Linked DNA regions of Mus musculus: region 1 is linked to region 2. The links are chromatin contacts, called in public Hi-C maps. All regions are on one chromosome and are shown on one strand. Each heading gives the region's core, a stretch centred on a gene start, on an enhancer-like site or on the middle of the called end of the contact. The rest is flanking DNA. Distances are from core to core; before and after follow the strand shown.

Region 1 (4,214 bases), core at 1,579-4,078, 96 kb before region 2:
GGGCCCATCAGGTGGTAGAAAAGGGCAGAAGGTTCCTGAATGACTGTGTCTTTTAAAGGGACAGAAACCCTCAGTGATGTCTCCCTGTTGTCCAGAGGACTAATTTTATAATTCCTCTTCCCTTAGCTATTGTGTCAAAGCAACTGCCTGATTCAGGTGAAAGGCCCAGTGTGAGGCCAGCCACTCCAGGGGCTGTGGTCAGCTCGTGGACGGCAGGGGCCTGTTGTACTTGGGGAGGAGCTCCTGGGTAGGGAGTGTGGGATTGGAGGGTCAGCTTCTGTAATGATCACCCATTGAAAAGGGTCACTTCAAAAATATAGTCATTAAGGTAAGACATGCAAATTAGTTTGGAAAGACATGCTACCAATCAGATAGTGAACTACCTAAAGTCTTTTCACTCCTACTCCTAAAATGGTATCTTGGCTAGAGCTGGTCATTCATTCACTCATTCATTCATTTGCTCATTCGTTCATTCACTCACTTATTCATTCATTTATTTACTCATTCATGCATTCACTCATTCATTAACTCACTCATCAATTCATTCACTTACTCACTCATTCATTCACTCATTCATTTATTCACTCACTCACCCACTCACCTCATTTTTTTTCTCCAAGTACCAGGACTCTATCTGAAACTATTTTCTTTGGCTCAGCTCTTGACTTCTGTGAACTCTGGGCAGATGTTGCCCCCCTCATGGTGGCTGCTGATCACCAGCTTATCTTCCTTTCCCTTCTCTGAGATAATTTCCAACTATCAGCTGATGAAAACTAGAACCTGCTTCCTTTTGTGCCGATAGGCAGCAGATCCTGGGAGCATCTGTCTTGTTGTATAAAGCACTTTAATTTTGCATTTAAATTCCAAAAATCCCTTAGATGCTATCATTTGCAAACTGACTCCAGAAATACCAAATCATAAGGAAATTACAGCACAATAAGTATTTTAATCACTTTTTATTGCTTGCAATCAACTTGACAAATAAAAAAAATTACTGGAGTATTATTTCTTAAAGCATCCGGTAATTAGGTCTCTTGTTTCCCATCTTCCTGGAACCCAGTGAGCTTTGCAGGACATGCTGCTGAAGTCTAAAGTAACAGGCATAAGAGCTGCCTCGTCTCTGCACAAACGTGAATTTCTTTATTAAGAAACCTTTTTAAAAATCTTTCAGGGACTGGAGTCGTAGCTCAGTGATAAACTGCAAGGGTAGCTCTTGCAGAAGAGCAGAGTTTGATTCCCAGCACCCGCCAGAGGCAGTCACAACCACCTGTAACTCCAGCTGAGGGGACCCGCCGACAACTCTCACCTCTTCCCTTGGACAGCTGTGCTCACCTGTGCACACTCTCACACAGGCACACATCCAAATACAGAAATAAAAATAACACAAACAAATTTAAAAAATGAAAGCCTTCCTGCTGTGTGTGGTGGTACATGCCTGGAATCCCAGCACTCAGGAGGATTATCAGTTTGAGACTAGCATAGGCTACCCAGAAAAATCATATCTCAAAACAAAAACAAAACAACAGACAAACAAACAAACTCAAACATGGGCCAGCAAATGATTCAGAAGGTAAGTCATGCAAGTCTGATGACCTGAGTGAGGGGCGGGGGGAGTGACAGCAAAAGTTCCTTCTAATTAGCACGTGTGTATACACACACACACACACACACAAATACATGCTCACATATATATACATCCTCACACACACACAAATGCTCACACACTCACAAACATACACACATTCATACATTTATACACACTCACACATATACACACGCTCACACACATATACACATTCACACACACACTCACAAATGTATACACACTCATATATATATATATATATACATATACATATACATATACATATATATATATACACACACACACTCACACACATTCATACATTCACACACACACTCACAAACATATACACACTCACATGTATATACACACTCACACACATACACACATTCACACACACACTCACAAACATATACACTCACACATATACACTCATTCATTCATATACATACTCACACATGTATACACACACTCACAAACACACACACTCATACATATATACACACTCACACATACACACACACTCACAAACATACACACACATATATACACACACTCATACACATACACTCATATTCACACACATACATACACACCTGGACACACACTCTTAAGTACATAGATACAACCTGAAACTTCTAAAGCTTTTATCAGTGTTCCTTTGGGAATCTTATATTTTGAATAATAGCATATCTGTGTGCGGTGGTATGTACATGCAATACCAGCATTCTGGAGGCAGAGGCAAGAGGATTACCACAAATTCAAGATCAGCCTGGTCTGTATACCAAGTACCAGGCCAATTAGGGCATCATAATGAGACTGTCTCAACTAATAAAATAGATAGATAGATAGACAGACAGACAGGTAAAAACAGTATAATTGCAGGCCCCTGAAAGGTGTTTCTTGGCAGCACTCTCCTGCCCACCTCTGATCTTCCTGAGAAATCCACAGAGGGTAGTCTCTTCTCTCTGGGCATGTGCCCCAAACTTCCCTCTCTTTCCTGCATCCCTGTTACATCTCCTTCTTCCCTTTTTATTTTCTTTGTATCTTAAAAAGACAGATTTAGATATTCAAAAAAAGAATGATTATTATCTGGGAGGACATTGTCTCATCATCCTTTCCAAGGTGGAAGAGAACACATTATTTTTAGTTTCTTAGACAGACATTCCTAACAGGATAGTGAAATTATCTGTCATCTGTGACATCAGACTTTAGGGAGGTCTGCGGTCACACAGTAATTTGAAAGTTGCAGTTGGAATCTGATGAAATCACAGGGGGTGTTGCAAGAGACACCCTTGCAGAAATTTCAAAGTGATCTGAAGGCTGCTTAGTTAATGTATTGGCTTAAATATATTTTCTGTGTACTTCTTGCAAAGTCTAATTAGCATGCATGTTCTGTCACACTGTAGGTATTGTCGGTGGCTTTTTATAAATAAGCACTTGCTTCCTAATGACTCCATGAAACTGAATGCCAGCCACATATGTGCTCACCTTTAATCATGGTGCAGCTCTGCCAAAGACTTAATTACAAAGGAAAGGTGGGATCCTTTCCCGCTGGCTTTACACGCCTCCATCAGGCGTGTTGCATTGTGGGACATTAGGACGTCACTGTGTTTATCTCAATGCCAACAATACTTGCTTTCATGTACATTATATTCGTTGATTATTTCTATCTTTAGTGAGCAAGATCTATATCAGGTACTGTTCTGGAGTCTGAAGATAGGGAGAAATACCAGAAGACAGTTCACCCAATGTTTGCAGTCTGGATCTAACTAACCACCACTCTTAAGTTGAAGCACTCCAAGTGAGCCGCGTAGAGTAAGGGGGCCTGGCCAGGGATTTTTGGGAACAAATTTATTGGTGTAAAACCTCTATGTAACACTGTCAGCAATTTCATGATGTTATGAGTTATAAAAACCAGAAATGTATTTAAGAAGGAAAAAATACCTGGACTCTTCTCAATTAGGATAAAGTAACTATTATAGATATGTTGCCTGAAGGCAGTGTCTTAAAAGTTTAGTTTCCAGCATTTGGTCCTACTGGGTGACAGTAGACCATTTTAAGAGACGTGGCCCATTGGGAGGGTAGTTAAATCACATAGGGTATGTCCTTAAAGGGAATACTGGGACTGGATACCAAGAAAAGAGCAGCTACCTCCACCATGCACTTTGACATATGAGTCTCTCTCCCCTCAGGCCCCAAAATAAGGAACCATTTGGATCATGAGCCAAAAAAACCCTTCCCTCCTAAAGTTGATTTGCCTTAGTGTTTGTCACAGTAGCAGGAAGCTCACACAACAGCGCTCTGCAAAGTGCTTTATGAACTCATCAATGCTGCAAGACATAGGAGCTTCTGTTTGTATAGTTGACCATCAGTTAGATGCTCTGCATATAGTGGACCACCAGTGAGATGCTCTGTGTATAATGGACCATCAGTGAGATGCTCTGCATATAGTGGACCACCAGTGAGATGTTCTATGTATAATGGACCAGTAGTGAGATTCTCTGTGTATAGTTTACCAGAAGTGAGGTGTTTCGATAGGAATGAATTCTTCTGATTTGAAACTTAATGTTTTCAGAAATCAGTGCAGGATCTGTGATTCTGGAAGGAGACATGGATGAAAGTGCAA
Region 2 (4,056 bases), core at 17-2,516:
GACACTCATGGAGGCCCATGCCTTGTTGGCCCTGTCCTAGGGACAAGAACCACGTCATTCCACCCCCACTAAGGGCACAGGATTCTGTCTATTTTGTGTACACACATGGGGGGGGGCAAGGGGGAGAGGAATTATTTTAATGAAACAGTTGTTGTGGTTATTTTAATGATAGGAACCTAACAGTGCAAATCTGTTGGGCAGATAGCAAGCTGGAAACCCAGGCGGGGTCTGACCGGATGAACTCCGCCCAAAATTATTGTTGTAAGCCTTCACCTTCAATGGCCTTTCTCCCTTCCCAAGTTTAACAGGTCTACACATTAACCTTCAAAGAAACACTTAGATTAGTATCCAAGTAAATAGCAGTGGTATAATCTACTAGAGTTGACATAGCCGACTATCACTATGCAATTTCTAGTGGAGTCGTACAGAGTACAAACAAGTTCTGGTGTGTCTGAAGGCAGCTACAGTGTACTCATATAAATGAAATAAATCTTAAAAAAAAAACCACAAGAGAGAGAGGGAGGGAGAAGGGGGAGAGAGAGAGAAGAAGAAGGAGGAGGAGGAGGAGGAGGAGGAGGAGGAGGAGGAGGAGGAGGAGAAGAAGAAGAAGAAGAAGAAGAAGAAGAAGAAGAAGAAGAAGAAGAAGAAGAAGAAGAAGAAGAAGAAGAAGAAGAAGAAGATTGTCACTGGTACAAGGCTCTGGAAATGTTTGCATATAAAGACTGGGACAGGGGTGGGGGTGGAGGTGGCGTGGTAGAGAGGAAAGAGGGCTTGAAAATCCTAAGTCACTGTTGTATGTGGCTGAACTGAGATAAATTTTAAGGGGCTCAAAATTAGAAAAGAAGTTTGCTGTTGCTCAGACAATAGACAAGAACTAATACTACAGTCTGGAACTGTGAGAATGAAGTCAAAAGCGACCTAATAAGGCTAAGTAGATACTCCAGTGGCAGAGAGACAGTTCTTGACAGATTTTTTTTTTCCTCAGATGATAAAAGAATAATTTTTGTCTGGAAGTTGGTTGATTAAAAAAAAAAAAAGGTGGGGGAGATAAAACCCTTTTAGGAAATAAAGACACACACAAACACACACACAGAGTCATGTGTTTGGAAAACAAAACAGCTTACAGCAGATATGCAGATATTGCTGCAAAACAATTGGAATTAGCATTGCTGAGACATTCCCAAGCCTGAGGAGTCTCCCCATTAGCCTTCTGTGCATCTAGGCAAGGAGGCATCATTACACAAATTACAAGCCTGGAGAAGGGGCTTTTCACGGGGTGAACTTGCGAGAACAGTTAAACCAAAAGCAATTTTGCCTGACTGCAATTTACTCTATTCCCTCCGCTGCCGTTGAAGATATTTATGCTTGAGCAGAATTCTCACTCCCAATCTGATTTCTCCTTTTTCTCAATCCAGCCATGAAGTCATCCAGTTCTCTGTTTGGGACAATATGATTTGCTGCCATGGAAACAATTAAGATATCATAAATTTATCTTGCCCCTCGAGATCAAAGAGGAAAAGCAATAATACTAACATTTTTTTGCAGTTCAATAATGCCGTTCACCCAGCATCTCTGCTTAGTAAAGAGCATCGATCCGCAGATGGAGAAAAATGAAGGGGCACGCACGCTCCCGCTGGCTCATAGACAGGGTCGAGGATGTCCAGAGAGTTCCAATCCCCACCCAGCGCGGCTGTTCAGGAGTCAGCTCTCAGTTTCTATCTTTGTGAATGACAATGAAGAGCTGGCCCGGCTCAGCGCCAGCACTTCACCAGCTGTTCTTCATTACAAGAGTATTTGGTGGAACCTGGTTTGATAAAAACAGACAAACAAAAGCCCTTGGCGACTGTCACAGGGTGAAAATATTTATAGAGGGGAGGAAAAGAGGTCTGGTTGGAGAGCATTAACGCGCAGGCTTTCCTGCCCAGCTCGCTCCTCCAGTGCCCCTCCAAGTTCATTCTCTGGGCTCCCAGCCATGGGCCAATCGCTCTAGAAGCTAATGGCCCTTACTTAATGAGCCTCTCACTTGTACAGACCCTTCCCCCCAGGATCTAGGAGAGACCTTAGTGATGTGTTCATTTGAATAGAATAAAAATATTATTTTTTTTGTACTCTAGTTTCCTCTTGTGTTAAAGGATTCTGGAGCTTTGAGGGGAGCCTGCTGTGGGAAGATGAGTTAGGGAGGAATTTGGGTTAGGTAGTGTATTAAACTTAAATTATTTTCAGTTGTTTCTCAGTGTTAGTGGCTCTCAGGAATATTGTTAATGCCCACTACCTGCTGACTCCTCACTCCGTGAGTGGTGAGAAATTTGAGTGTGCCTTGGGTAGGAGTCATTGGAACAAGACACTGCAAGCTTTCCTTGTGAGTGGGATGTACAGGGTGCAATAATGCGTCTTTTACTTTGAGGCAGATGGATGCCTTAGCTCTTCCTGGACCACACTGACCACCTACAGCTGATTATGATGAGAAAGCTCCTAAATCTCCACTGAGTTTGTTTCCTGTCTTAGTACCCTTGGCCTTGGACTTAAGTATGAGGTACAGTTTCGGGGGCTTCTCTATGCCCATGGCTACTGCCCAAGAAGCCAGTTTGCACCTATAGGTGCCTAGTTTACATCTGAAGTCAATTTAATATCCATTGATTCAATGGCTCCCCTCTGAGTGACACTGGTATAACACAGATCACCTTCATTATTAGCTGCAGTTCTTGTTCCCTTGCTCTAACAAGAGGCTAATGATGATGCTTTGATGATGCAGTTAGTTCAAAGACTGGCAGCTGTGACTGGGTAGCCACCTTTGCCCCAGTGACGGTGTGCACTTTCTACAATGTCACATGTGCTTTCTCTTAAGGACTCAGCTTCTCTTTCAGTCAAGTTTCCATGTCGACAAACTGGCTCATGCCTAGAAATTTGGCAAGGACATTTGGTTGTAATTTATTTTTGTTAACAACTGTGATGGCAGATTTTGGTTGTCAACTTGACTGCATCTGGAATTAATTAAAACTTAAATGACTGGGCACACCTGTGAGAGACTTGTTTGTTAGAAGACCCTTTTCTGATGCAGATCTTTGGGGTGAGAAGATGTACTTTACTCAGGACCACAGCTTCTGCTGGTAGTCTATACAAAGGACATGGAAGAAGAAAGCTTGCTCTGTTTGCTTACATGCTTTCACACTCTCTGGCAAGTCCATTCCTTCCCTGGCATTACAGCATACTTCTTCAGGATTCTGGCGTATACTAAAGACCAGCTGAGACATCCAAGCCTCATGGACTGGACAACTACTAAATCTTGGACCTTACATATCAGTGTAAGATGGCCATTGTTGGACTAGCTGGACCACAGGCTGTAAACCATTCTAATAAATCTCCCTTATATATAATATAAAAATAATAAATATATATTTGTTCTATAAGCTTTGTTCCTCTAGAGAACCCTTATATACCATCTGAGTAGCATCCTTGCTGGACAGCCATATTTTAGCCTAGGGAAACTATTTGTTAATAGTGGAGAGCGTTTCCTTTGAGAGGGCTCATAATAATCCAGTAATCCAAAATCTTTCTCTAGGACTAGATAACTTCGCAGGTAAATTCAGCCACAGGTATCTCTTGGGAATTGCCCTTGTAGATCCCATCCTAACATTTCCCCTAAGCAGCAAGACACAAGCTCTGGAGACAGACAGTAGAGGCTCTACCACATACTATCTAGGCACCATTTAACAAGTTACTTAATATCTTTGGGACTCATTTTTTTTTTTAAAGCTGCAATCTGGGTATAGTCCAGTACTCCTTTGGCAGTTGTAATGAGTTCAGGTATATAAAGCATTTATAATAATGCCAGTACACTTTGGCATCATTACCTGTGATGGTTTGTATATGTTGACCTAGGAAGTGGCACTATTAGGAGGTGTAGCCTTGTTGGAATAGGTGTGTCACTGTGGGTGTGGGCTTTAAGACCCTCCTCCTAGCTGCCTGGAAGCCAGAATTTTCCTAGCAGCCTCCAGATGAAGATGTAGAACTCTCAACTCCTCCTGCACCATGCCTGCCTGGTCACTGCCATTCTCC

Evidence for each region. Hi-C and Micro-C count contacts between places; a contact is called where the count stands out from the background.
Region 1: a Hi-C map of the G1E-ER4 cell line shows a contact between it and region 2, with 2.2 times the contacts expected there. The contact joins two enhancer-like sites. A contact is called at or near these places in 2 of 15 datasets of contacts at CTCF or cohesin (the G1E-ER4 cell line and large pre-B cells), 6 of 484 Hi-C or Micro-C datasets (the G1E-ER4 cell line, the HL-1 cell line, myocytes and 2 more) and 2 of 115 datasets of contacts at active chromatin or transcription factors (CD8 T cells and effector CD8 T cells).

The regions. Positions count from the first base shown.
Region 1 is chr10:39,323,120-39,327,333 of GRCm38.p6, reverse strand. No RefSeq gene overlaps it. Among named protein-coding and RNA genes, the nearest start is that of Gm31616, 44 kb to the left of the region's middle. Within about 2 kb of position 2,828, at least 14 of the 459 cell types and tissues checked have an H3K27ac peak or open chromatin away from gene starts, as enhancers often do. A contact at or near this core is called in the G1E-ER4 cell line, where this site is marked.
Region 2 is chr10:39,225,496-39,229,551 of GRCm38.p6, reverse strand. No RefSeq gene overlaps it. Among named protein-coding and RNA genes, the nearest start is that of Gm31562, 17 kb to the left of the region's middle. Within about 2 kb of position 1,266, at least 64 of the 459 cell types and tissues checked have an H3K27ac peak or open chromatin away from gene starts, as enhancers often do. A contact at or near this core is called in the G1E-ER4 cell line, where this site is marked.